2 separate regions of the Pan troglodytes genome follow, and region 2 is linked to region 1. Evidence: chromatin contacts called from public Hi-C data. All regions are on one chromosome and are shown on one strand. Each heading gives the region's core, a stretch centred on a gene start, on an enhancer-like site or on the middle of the called end of the contact. The rest is flanking DNA. Distances are from core to core; before and after follow the strand shown. Region 1 holds the start of DUSP4 (dual specificity phosphatase 4). Region 2 overlaps LOC129135683 (a long non-coding RNA gene).

Region 1 (6,370 bases), core at 905-3,404:
GAGAGGTTTCCGCCCCCTTTCCAGCTCCCTTCCTCCCTGGTGGACAGGTCGGAAGAGGAGCGTAAAGGAAAGGAAGGGAGGGAGGCGGCGAAGGCGCCTGCGGGGGGAGGAGCGGCTCTTTGATGGGTGTGGGGGGGTCTGAACTGCCTCCCGGGCTCGGAAGCGCAGACCCTACCCGCGCGGAAGAATGCGCGGAATGCGGCGGCGGGAGGCGGGGGCGCAGCGCGGCGGGGGGCGCCCGGACCCCACGCGCCCTGCCCGCTCCCTAGCCCGAGGGCCGCGGACCCACCCTGCCCTGCAGGTGTGGCGGGCGCCAGGTCCCTCCAGGGACTCGGACAGCACGCGATTTTTCCAGGATTTCCGACTACCAAATGTGACAAGACAGCCTCGCCGCCGAGAGTTTCGCCAGGGCTCGCTAAAATCCGGCACGCGCCGCCATCAGATAGTCGAAAATCCGGGCTGAACAAAAGGTGATCATTCTCCGCTGCCGGGATTTGCAGGCGCTAGAGGACCGGTTCCGCCCGGCGTCCCCCAGATACCCAGTCCTTCAGCCTCCCGCTCCCAGAGCCTGGATCTAGCCCGGGACGGGGATTGGCCACCTTCCAAGCTGAGCTCGGAGTTGGGCAGCGGGAACGCAGATACAGATCGCTCTACACAGTGTGTGCAAACCAATCTCCCTTTCTGCATTTGCCAGGGTCTTGTTTTCAGTGAAACTGGCAAGGCCAATTGTACCTCGGCGCCCACCCCTCTTCACCTTTTCTCCACCTCTGGGATTCTCCCGGTCCGGCTCAGTGTAGGGCCCCAGCACGCCAAACCAACAGGCCTATCTTGTCCCCACGCGCCCCGTGGTACTTGGAAACTGTTCCCGGGACTCAAGATGGACCGCGCAGAGGAGTCGCTTCATCCTCGAGGCTAGGACCGTTAATGTCAATAAACGGGGCCTCGCTAGGACGGTGCGGAATTGCAGGTGACCGGAGAAACCCGTCCGCACTGTCTCTGAGGACTTGAACCTCGCACTTGCACAGAAACCTTGCAAACCCCTACACACCAACACACACAAAGGGGCGCGCGGGGATCCCCGCAACCACGAATCACGCCGGGGACTCCTTCCCGTGCCAATAAGGCATAGGCCGCCAAGACCCCCTCCATCTCCCCGACTCCAGCTAGCGCCCGGAGCCCTCGTTTACCTTTGAGCAGGCAGATGTCGGTGCGCTCGGCGTTGCGGCGCAGAGCCTGCACCACCAGCGACACGGTGCTGTCCTCGCGGAGGCTCTCGGCGCGCGGGCTGCGCTCGTCGTAGACGATGACCGCCGAGTAGAGGCCGGAGCGCAAGCGGGCGCGTACCTCCTCCTCGGCGGGCAGGATCTGCTCCAGGCTCACGGAGCCCTTAGCCCGCCGCCGCACGATGGTGTTGCAGCGCACGTTGACCGAACCTCGGATGTAGCCCGCGCTGTGCGCCAGGAACGGTCTGCAGTCCAGCAGCAGGCACTTGCCGCCGCTCGGCAGCCCCAGGGTGCCGTGGCTGCCGCTGCCGCCCGCGCCGCCGCCGTTCTCGTCCCGGTTCATCAGCCTTTTGAGCACACTGCAGTCCATCTCCCGCAGCTCCTCCATCGTCACCATGGTCGCCGGGAACCGAGGCGGCTGGGCGCGCGAGGAAGAGAACCCGGGCCGCCTAGGCTGCAGAAAGGGGCGGGCGAGAGCTAAGAAGGGACGCCTGCAGAAGTGGCCGCAAACTTGGTCCTCAAGGGCTCCCGCGGGCGAGCCTCTTCTCCCCTGTCCCCTTCCTCCCGCAGCCTCGCGGTCACATAGCAGTCGGAGCGGCCTCGGGCGCCCAGCCGGGCGGCGCGCAGAGCGGAGGGGGAGGCGCCGGTGGAGGAGAGTGTGTTTACGAGAGAGGACCGCGGACTCTTTTCGGCGACGGCCTCCCGTGTATTTTTGCCGGTCGCGCGGCTCCTGTCGCCACTGGCGCCAGCGCTGCCGCTGCCTACGCTCCTCCGGCGCTCAGCGCACTGCCCCAGCCAGAGTTTTCTCCTCGGCTTAGAGGTTTATTAATGCTCCTCCGCGCTCCCGGGGGAGGGGGCGCTAGGTACTACCCCGCCAGGCCCCGCCCCGTTCCATTCCGGGCCCCGCGCCGTCCCCCGCCCCCCGCGCTGACTCCCCGCCCCCTCCGGGCCCCTCCTCCCACCCCCTCCCCGGAGCTTGAATGGAGCGCGGCCGCTGGCTCCCGGTCACGGGAACTCGACGTCACAAAGAGCGGAGTAAACAGGGCGCCGGGTGCTCGCCATCAGGCCCATTCATAAAACCGAGGCCGAGAGGAAGAGGGAGGCGGCCTCCGACCCGCCGCCAGCGGCGGGCAGCGCCCGGACTTTGTGAATGGAGCGCGCGGCGCCTTTCGCCGTCTACCCGCGGGCCCAGCCTGCGCCGCGCCTCCAGCCCGACACCGGCACCTGTGCCGCCGCTGCACCCCGCCGCTAGGCGGGCGGCGCCAAAGGAAATAGCCGGCTGAGGAGGCCAGGGCTCGGGTTTGAGCTTTCATCCCTTGGCACCTTCGCGCTTCCCCGCGTGACAGCCCCGTAGGTTTTTCCCGGTTACCCAAGTGGAGAGGGGACCGGAGCGCCGCTGCCCACCCAGCGGGGCCTGACACCTCCTAGCCCCAGACTCCCCGTGCGCTTTCGGCCCGGCCAGTCCTTTCTGAATATGCGATTCCTGAGACGTTAGCGCATGCATTAGCGTGATCGATTTTCATCTAAAGCCATTAAATCAGTTTTATAGCTTCCCCAAGAACGTGGGCAACCCCCTGCTTGGAAGATGAAAGAGAAAGTCCTCCCGCCCGAAGCCCAGGATCGGAGTGAGGTGTGGGGTTTGTTGCTTTACTACCCAAAGGGAGGCATTAATTGCCGGAATGGTGTTCCGAGGGAGGAGAGCAGGCTGCGCTCCTGTCCACGCTTCCTAAAAGATGTTTATTTAACCCTGGTCGGGGGAAAAACAAGGTTTTCGGGTTTGGGAAACGTCTTCACCCTATCTTGCATAGTTGTGAATTATCCTTTTAGGAAATGACAGGGTCCACATTTGTTGCGGAGCTGGACCTTGGAAAATGTACCCGCAAAGAATGACCTTTTGAAAGGACTTCAGCAGCTCTGGGTCCGATTCATGTTTCTGGGCATCCCTTTTTCCTGGTCACGTAGCAGCCCTCCCCATCCCCATTTCTCTTTTGCATTTAATTTCCCAGAGGCAGCTTTTGGCTGGGGGTTTGTGCACGCACGCGGTGGGGACCGTGCAGAAGCCAAAAATCATTCGCCCGACATCTTGCCAAGTCTTGTTAGTGAGAATTAATCACAGAGCAAGGGAGTTACAGGACTCGCTCGCAGTTTCGGAGGCTGCAGAGTAGCGTATTCCATTACGGGGCGCGCGTGGAAGCCCGACCCAGGCAGCGAGGGCACGGGTACCCGCCGGGTCTCTCCCGCCCAAGCTCACCCTCTCACCATGCCTTTGTTCCGGGCGGAGCGGCTTTCCCGAGCTCTCACCTCCGGTCCCGGGGGCCATCCCTGCACTCCCCGACCGGAGCTCGGCGGAGCCTCCACTTCTGAGACCTTCGACTGGCCTCGTCCCCCACTGCGCCCCGAATGCCTCGACCCCCGGGCCCTACTCGGATGGGCTGTAGGGGCACCGCTTGGGCAAGGTGATATTTCCTTTTGCTCCGGGCTCCAAAATGGCTTACGATGGCACTGCACGGATCCTTTCTCTTTTTAAAATTTAGTATTTTATTCATCATGGATTTTTTGCATTTTTTTTTTCTTTTAAAGAGGCATCGCATCAAGATATTTCTTTTGATTACTGACTTTTCGGCGCCCTTCTTAAATGTTGCGCTCAAGGCTTGTGCTCACCCTAGTCCAGGCCCTGGAAGGGGCCACAACTGTGGACTGACCGAGGCTGCCCGGTGGCAGGACCCTGGGCGTCGGGCACTCCGGGTGGGAGATCAGTGGTCAAAGCCGCACGGCGTGGCCTCCCTGTGGGGAGGGCAAAAGGTGTCTGAGTCCAGTTTCCCATTCTGCTGAATGGGACTGTGGGGGTCTATCTAATAACTCGCTTTCGATAAGGAGCAAGGAGCCCCAGGGGCCCCTACAGTCCAAGGCTGATTTTGCTTTCCCGGGTTGCTCTCCAGCAGCTCAGAAATCCGCCGCCTGCCAGGACCCAGGGCCGGAGCTCTCCCGGCGCAAGTAAACACTGATTCCTTTACAAAGGCTTTAACAAGACATTTCTGGAAAAAGCCTCTCAGGAGGCAGGTCCGGGCCAATTTCACGCGTGTCGCAGGAGCTGGGGAGACGTCCCTGGGGCGCACGGGTCGCGCTCTGGGCCAGCCTTTGTCTAGCCTGTTCTGGGGTCGCCTCCCCCGCCGGACCCGCGCCTGGCTCTCACGTGGCCAGTAAATAACAGTCAAATCCAGGGGGAGGAAAATGCCCACAGAACAAAGAGGCTTGCTTTCTGCACCTGACAGTAATCGCTGGTGGAGAAGCCCTAAATCCCGCAGGCGATTCACACGGAAAGGGGTGTGGGAGGGCGCGTGTGAGTGTGTGTGTCCACGTGTGCGTGCCCGCGCCTACGCGGCTGTTCACTGGAAGGGAGTCACAGCTTGGGACTTAATGTGTTTAAGCCGAGAGCCACTTGAATTGCGAAAGCGAAGGCCTGATTTTTAAAAAAGACTAATTTTTAAAATCCACACCCCATTGCCAACTCAGGAATTGGCCTTCAGTTGTGTGAATTTCAGCAAAGGAGATTTAAGTTACCATATTGTATTTATCGGGATACTGTGTAAACACCCTAGATATATATTTTTTAATTGTATGTTTGTGAACCATTGGTCCACAGTTAAATGAGTACAACGCGAGGGCTACTCCATGCCGGCTGTAGAGATAATGATAAAACCTGTCTCCAATTCGTCTGCAGTCTGTGGACGAAACATAACCATTTTAAACAGGAACCTTGTGAAACAGCTTGTCAATGAGCAGATCTTGGAGAAAACAAAGGCAATTTGGAGCAAGACACGGAATGTCATTTCAAAGTTAATTTAATTAACTAAGGCATATTTGTAGAAATTGGGATGGGATTGCCCAAGGAGAGGTCTTTTATTTATATTCAGCAGTAAACCTCGGGGTGAAAGAACTTTTAAAAATTCACTGTGACAAGTAAATCCAGCTTCTCTTTCATCAGTCAGTCCTTAGACCGACCTTATTAGTCACTGTCAGGCTCCAGCAAAACGCCTGCTCTTGTTTAGGAACATTTCTTTCCAATTAGGAAGTTGTATGATCGGGGAATCTAAAGCCCGGAGTAGAATCCCCAGAGAGAAGTACAGCTTCTATTCTAGTTTTGATGCCAACCTCTGACTCACTGCTCTGTCCCAAAGTGCCTGAATAAAACTTGCCTGAAAAATCATTAATGAATTAATTAAGGTGGTGATGGAAAGAAAAGTCCTGTGGCTTTTCCTTTCTTGAGCAAAGAGGCAGCCTTGCTATTACGTCGAACTGGAACAGGAATAATCCATTTTGCACAGATCTTGTTGGTTAGGCTTCTTAGATCAACTAATTAGGGAACTTGCCCCCTGGTAGTGGGAAGGCTCAAAAGAACTGGGAGACCCTCTCCTGCTCCTGAAAGCAGAGAAGCCTGTGGTCTACACAGCGTGTTCTTAGGCAACGTTTAGAAATGGAATTGAGAAATGCCTGTCCTTCCCTCCGTACCTCTGCCCATCAAGTCAGGACTGAAAGCGAAGGAAAGTCTTCAAAGTTCACACTGAACCTAACCAAAAACTCTCAAAGACATAGCCTGAGGATTTCTTTTTTTAAGTCCTGACTTTGTTACAGATCTTTTTTGTTTTCTATGCTTGATACTCTAGCACTTATTAATGATTTAAAAGGCTATGTATCGGCCAGGCAAGGTGGCTCACCCTAGTAATCCCAGCACTTTGGAAGACCGAAGTGGGCAGATCACCTGAGGTCAGGAGTTTAAGACCAGCCTGGTCAACATGGTGAAACCCTGTCTCTTCTAAAAATACAAAATTAGCCAGCATGACGGGCGCGCACCCATAATCCCAGCTACACTGGAGGCTGAGGCAGGAGAATTGCTTGAACCCGGGAGGTGGAGGTTGCAGTGAGCTGAGATCCCCTCACTGCACTCCAGCCTGGGCGACAAGAGCAAAACTCCATCTCAAAATAAATAAATAAATACAAATAAAAAATAATAAAAGATTAAGTTTCTAACCCAGGGTCTCTGCAGAAAGGTTTTAATGCATTGCTTTATTTACTGCTTTATTTTAAAACTATTCAATCTAGGCTATGCCACCATCTAGCTTGGTGGCCTTGGGCAAGACAGTCTCCTT
Region 2 (6,447 bases), core at 1,731-4,230, 500 kb after region 1:
ACTGACTTCCTATCAGACTCTGTAGGGCCCTGGTCTCTGAAGGTAAGAAATTTTCAACCCTCCAGTTCCTGTGGCTTTTGAGAGAACATCCCAGGAGGACTCTACAGGACCAATGATGATGGGTAAAATTAAATCAGCCCATGAGTCCCAAACATTGCAGTTACAGTTACAAGTATCATTCATTATCAATATACTCCCCAAGAATTAAATTGAGATGTATAAGTGTGCATATGCGTGTGCACACAAGTGTGTACGTGTAATCAATATGAGTAATTTCCATCCCGGGTCTGGTTTTTACACTTCATTTTTCCAGTCCCTGAGAGCCCTAAAAAATCTAGTGTCCCATAACCCAACAGAATGCTAAGAAGTTAATGCTTTTGTTGTTTACACTTATATCACACTTCTCTGTCACTTTCTTCTCTGGGACTCCTGCAGTAAGTATTTGGGTGCTAAACATTAATATTTTTTAACAAACAACATGTTGCAGAGTCATTTGTACCTTCCCATATGGTTGATATATAATATTCATCTTCTACCCCTTTCTGGGAAAATACAAAGCAATGACGTGAGATGCTTCAGTCTCAGGTCCCTGAACTTGCCAGTACATGACGGGGGGCCTTGGCCTTGGATGGAGAATGTTTTGCTCATCCTGGAATGTTCCTCTCCCCCTCACTCTAAGAACCTGGATAGTGGTCCTGAACTTCTGAATCCCTCCTCCTCACCAAGTCCCTTGGGGGTGCACCTCGTTCCTGAGAAGTGCTGCAGGTAGGTACCTTCTACTGGAAAATGGGGCAGAGGCCAAGGTAGAATGGAAAAGAGACTCCTGGGATTCACAATGAGGACATGGAGACCCTGAACTGTTGGATTTGAAAAAGGTGAGGGGCTCATTGAAAGGAAGCAACCAGCCAAAAACAGTGAAATTTGTGAACTTGTGTCATGTTCCAACTTTGTCACATCCTGTGCTTGCGAGGTGTGGATCAGACTGTAATTCCATCTGAACATGGCAGAAATGCAGTGGCTGACTCAGACCTGTATTTTAGCAAGTTCTGTGTCTCTTCCTTTGTAGTCTTTCTAATTGTGCTGCTGCCGTTGGCCGCCTCTCCAGCTTCCAGGGTGGCTGTGTGATTTCTAACATCCTCTGCTGACTTCCCAGATGCTGAGCCAATGCTACGTCCTTCCCACTTGCCACTGGCAAGACACAAGGACCTCCCATTATTCTCAAGTCCAGCATTCAGCAACCCCAGGCTTGAGTCCCAGCTCTGCCACCTATGACCTATGTGATCTTGAGCAAAAGTACCCAAATCTCCTTAGCCTCATTGTTTTTCCATGATAACATAGTCTCAATCCAATAGGAGTTTCGTAAGGACTAAGCGAGAGCAAGCTTTTTAAGTTGCTTGGCCCAAATCCCACCCTGAAGTAGTTCAATATACATGTGCTGTTTTTCACAGGATGATTTTATATTAGGTGGTTATATAGCATCTGTAACAGTCCACCTTCCCACTCTGATGTGGTGATTTTGGCAGAGGCAATGGCTGGGAATGAGTCTCCATGGTTAGGAACTTCGCTCTCCAGGATGACTCAGGGACCAAAACAGTCACGTTGTAATGCTAAGCCTGTGCGGAGCTTCTTAGGGGTAGGAGGCATAGAATACATCATGTGCCACTGAGCTAAAGAATTGCCATGCCATGCAGTGGTCACACTCTATTCTGTCAGTCACTGGTTTGAATAGACCTAGGAGAAATGCTTCCATACATCAAGACAGCCAGACCAAATCCTGATGCAAAGCCCAAGGCTAGCAGACTCAGAGCAAGTTCAAAAGGTGAGAAAAGAATGGAGTTACCTCGCTCTGTGACTGTGATGGTCTTAGTTAACCAATCTTGGGCCCCAGAATCCTTGGGACGGTCATGGTCAATTGAGCTGTGGATACCACACCCTTCACTGGGTCCCAAAATCCACTCAGGCTTCCCTTCCCACATGTTTCTGGAACACCCTCCATCTCCAGCAAGAGTTCTCAGATAGCCTGCCAATGAGTCTTGGTGTGGCTGGTCCCCAAGGTGGGCTGCCCAGCTTCAGAAGCCACCTCCTCTCTGGCCCTGGGACACCAGCCTTCTGCTGCAGGTCACCTCATCCTATAGCAGCTAAGCTCCTCCCTTCACTCACTGTCTTGTAAATGGACCAAGACCCTTCCCTTAACTCCCTGCAGCAATTGCTGAGACCAGATTTTGAAATTGTGGACAAGACTTGACTGATGCTATTGGGGCTAACAGGAGAGAAATATAACATAGACACTTGGAATACAACTGCAACGAGAGGGGGTCAGACCAGCCTTCCTGCTCAGTTTCCAGTCTTCTATGGTCCCCCAAAGACAGAGGGTGAGCTATGCTTCCTCTCCCTTCATCCCCTACCAAAAAGCCACACTCAGAGACCCAGATGTCCCTCAATCCTAACCCAAAATAAACATCACCCAGCAGATCACCATGTCTCAGTCTAAGACATCTGCCTCCAAGTTAAATTGCCTCCCAGTTCGACCCTCAGACCCGGGCTACCTGCCTCCACACAGGTTTAATCCAAGAGCCCACCCAGAGGCTTTTAGAAAACAATGATGTCTCCCCCAAAAGTAAATTGATGCATTCACAAAAATGGCTAGCAGCTTTTAAACCATTTTTCTAGTTCCTACTTATCAGGATTTCAAAATCTTAGAGCTGGTTGCACCAAGGACACTGTTAAAATAGGAGCTGCTCTATCACTGAAATCACTTCTAAAAAAAAGAAACTGCAAAGGACTCAGGTTTCCATCAGCCGAGCTTTCACGATGAGTGTCCTATGCAGGGCCATTTGGCCACATAGACACAAACCCTCTGCACTGAAGCGTCCTGTTCTTTGTTTCCATTCTTTCACGATGAGTGTCCTATGCAGGGCCATTTGGCCACATAGACACAAACCCTCTGCACTGAAGCGTCCTGTTCTTTGTTTCCATCCTTTCACTCCCTCCTCGGTGGCAGGGCTGTTCTCGCACGCTTTGTGCCCTGCGTAATTGCTCTGCTGAGAGCCGATGAGTCACCCATCACCACTTCTTTTTTTCTTTCTTTCCTTGCGTCAGCTGAAGTTAGTCAATATAATGTGCCACTATAATGTTCAGGATACTGTAAAGAAAATCTCTTATTTTTATTTTTATTTTTGTAAAAACTCCAGCTTAGCTGGTCTTTGGAAAATAACTGGAAGGATCTAGTATTTTCCGCAAGTTGAAGCACTCTCGAGATGTTTCCTATGTTTTAATTCTTTGGCAAATGCCAGTTTCTTATACGATATAGGAGAAAAGAATTGATTAAAAATATGTGTTTTGAATCAAAACTGACTCAGTTAAAAATATATATATGTAACTTAGTCATGCAACCTGCTAGGCACCATTTGTAGGTAGCTCCACGGAAGAGCTCCCTCCAGTTGGAATCCCATTTCCAGTTTGAGATACCTTAGCACATCTCCCAGCCCCTCCCCCCCACCAGGGTCCTGATGCCCCATCTATGGAAGCTGGACTTTCCCTATACGTGCCCAGAGCCCTGGGAGCAAGAGTGAGCTTTGGAGGGGACAGGGTAGGGAACCCCAGGGCTCCTCCCAGGGTTCTGGACAAAGAAGAAGAAAGTCCTGGAGTCCGTGAAGAAAGAACTAGGTTATTTATGGGAGAAATAAAACATCAGAAAGTACGTAAATATTTGAATAAACTTGTCTCAATAGCTTAATTGGAATATTAGTTTTGACATCTTTCATTCTCTCCCCGTCTTCACCAAACATCCAGCAAAGCTTGGGTAACTCCTTCCTGAGAGCCAGGGGATGTGGAGATGATTGAGATCTGACCTTTGCTCCTGAAAACTTACCCAGACCATAGGGGTCCAGTGACCACCATTGTGATGGGGATGCTGTGAACAAGGGAAGCAGAGCTTGCTAAGACAACAGACAGGACAGGAGGAGCCTATACAAAATGGAGAGATCAGAAAAAGTTTCGTTAGTGCCTGATCATTAAGTACCAGGCAATGTGCCCTACCAAAAAGAGATGCATGTCTACCAACATGCCACTTCCTAAATCCCAGCTCACATTTAACAAGCTCTTTTAGTGACACTAGAATTTTGTGAATTAGATTTGTACCAAAACTAGCCCCACTCTGATCCCCAGAACCACACAAGATGATGACAGCCGTAGGTGTGGAATCCAGCCTTCCTGGGAGAAGTAGGGCAGGAACAACCCACTGACAGCCAGTGTGAGAGCAGCATTTGCAGCCCGGGTTACCTGCTCCACACTGGTTCTGCAACCCAGCTTCCTGCCACAGACCTGCCCATCTAGGTCTGGGAACGCTGCGCGCACGCGCACACACACACACACACACACACACACACACACACACCCCAGATCTGGAGGGGCAGGTGCTTAATGCATTTTGTTCCACAGCAGGTGAGCAGCGCAATCTAATTCTTGACTCATAGATCAGGGTGGGAAGCGGACTTCCACTGAAAGCATGCCCTCCTCTCTCTGTGACGCCTGCATTCAGCCAGGAGCCCTGCGCATGAGATAGCAAGATTAATGAAAGTCTGACTAGCAGGCTCGTGGGCAGGGGGGAGTTCAGCCTATAATTGGAAAAATCAAGCAGTAGATCAGTGTTTTCCAAAGAGAAGTCTCCTTTGTTCTAAAATAGCAATTCGGTGTTTAGTTAAAAGACATGCCCTGGTGACCCCTAATAACTCTTAGCGGGTTCCTTTATGCCTCTAATAGAAGCTGCAGCTCTTTGGCTCATTTTAAATTACTACCAAGTGTTGTGTAGGTTGGGGCTTCTTGAAGGAAAAACAATTAATTGGAGAGGAAAAGCTATTCCTTAGCAACCACAGATAAAGGCAGTTCCCTTAATATAATCTGAGATGGAATCTAGCTCAGTAGAGCTGGGGCAAAAAATAGCTTTTCTCTGATCAAGGTGCCTGAGTTGCAATTAAAGGAAATTAGGGAGGCCCTGGCTTCAGGATGCTTAAGACCACAGACAGCATTGCCCATGGGGAACACCCCTCATGACAGCGGAACATAGACATAAAGGGGCATCCAGCATCATGCAGCCAGGACGTCAGGACATGGTCATTATCACAGTCCTTTGGCTAATGTGTATTTTTAATCCCCCTCTTTTCCCAATTACAATAAAGCTGAAAGGAGAGTGATTTTAGCAGTCTGAGTAACCATGTTGACAGGGTAATCGTCCACGATGACATTGGTTCTTGCATCTGCAGAATATGATTGAAATTGAATAGTATGCACTTAGTTATGCAAGCTCCATCCAAATAAGATTAGAGACAGGTTCTAAAATGCACTGTGAACTTCCAGATAAATAATAAGAACTTCCAGATAAATAATAAGAACTTCCAGATAAATAATAAAATAGGGAAGAGAGCACAATAAAGGTAAACACTATGGGACAAGGCCAGAGAGCAAAGTGAGCACAGCAAACACATGACCGTAGGGGCCCACGCAATTGTGTATGTGCATTAACTGAGGTTAGTATCCCAAATGCACTCACACTACACCCTGTAGTATGTAGCTCTGTGTGTGTGTGTATATGTGTGTGTGTGTACATGCACACTGAAGAAGATCCACCAGGTTGAGTAGCAATTGTGACCCACAGGGATCTACCCATAATTCCCACATTGGCTTTCTCTGCCTGCCTTAATGCAAGGCTCAGCAAAACTTCCCACTTTCTGGAAAGAATCTATTCCCATCTAAACAATAGTCAACTTACATCGATGAAAATTTCATAAGAAAGTTAGAGAAACTTTTTTTTTCCATCACGTATACCACAGTGAATGCTCTGAATCTTCATGTAATATTTGATTTCTCCCCAGCCTTTCATCAAGGGGTCTCTCATTTTCTCTTGCAGCTCTCATCCTCAAGATTCCAGTGTTTCAGCTCCAAAAATCCTCTTCTGGGCCTCCTATCTCACGCTTTTTTTCAATTGCATCCTACAAACTCACATAACTCCTTGTCCAGACTCACATAACAAAGATCCCAGTTGCAGGATCTGCTCATTTCGAGAAGCAGAAACTTGCTAAGTACAGTGCCTCATGCCTATAATGCCTATAATATCAGCTACTCAGGAGGCTGAGACAGGAGGATTATTTGAGGCCAGGAGTTTGAGACCAGCCTTGGCCGTACAGCAAGACCTTATCTCTTTAAAAATAATTTAAAAATTAGCTGGGAATGAAAAAAAAAAAAGCCAAGGTAACATATAAATAACCATAACATTTTGTCCTATCCAATTTATCAAGAAGGATTTTGGCATAGAGTTTGGAAATAACATCTGACAAAGCAACAGCCCATGGTTAACCCTGTATCTTGGTAGGTATGCATTTCAAAGGAACAGGGCAAGTTCTGGATAATATTTCTTCTAGAGACTTCCTTCATGATGTTGCAGGGAGTCCG

What was found. Hi-C and Micro-C count contacts between places; a contact is called where the count stands out from the background.
Region 2: a contact with region 1 is called in a Hi-C map of stem cell-derived neural progenitor cells, with 4 times the contacts expected there. The contact joins the enhancer-like site here to the promoter of DUSP4 in region 1. A contact is called at or near these places in 1 of 7 Hi-C or Micro-C datasets (stem cell-derived neural progenitor cells) and 1 of 1 datasets of contacts at active chromatin or transcription factors (stem cell-derived excitatory neurons).

Annotation. Positions count from the first base shown.
Region 1 is chr7:37,712,199-37,718,568 of NHGRI_mPanTro3-v2.0_pri, forward strand. DUSP4 (dual specificity phosphatase 4) reads right to left here and starts at 2,155. Exons shown (of 4, transcript XM_520046.9): 1 at 1,188-2,155. The coding sequence starts at 1,620.
Region 2 is chr7:38,212,836-38,219,282 of NHGRI_mPanTro3-v2.0_pri, forward strand. It overlaps LOC129135683 (a long non-coding RNA gene), which reads right to left. Exons shown (of 5, transcript XR_008536678.2): 2 at 3,872-3,966. Among named protein-coding and RNA genes, the nearest start is that of SARAF, 240 kb to the right of the region's middle. Within about 2 kb of position 2,981, at least 9 of the 24 cell types and tissues checked have an H3K27ac peak or open chromatin away from gene starts, as enhancers often do. A contact at or near this core is called in stem cell-derived neural progenitor cells, where this site is marked.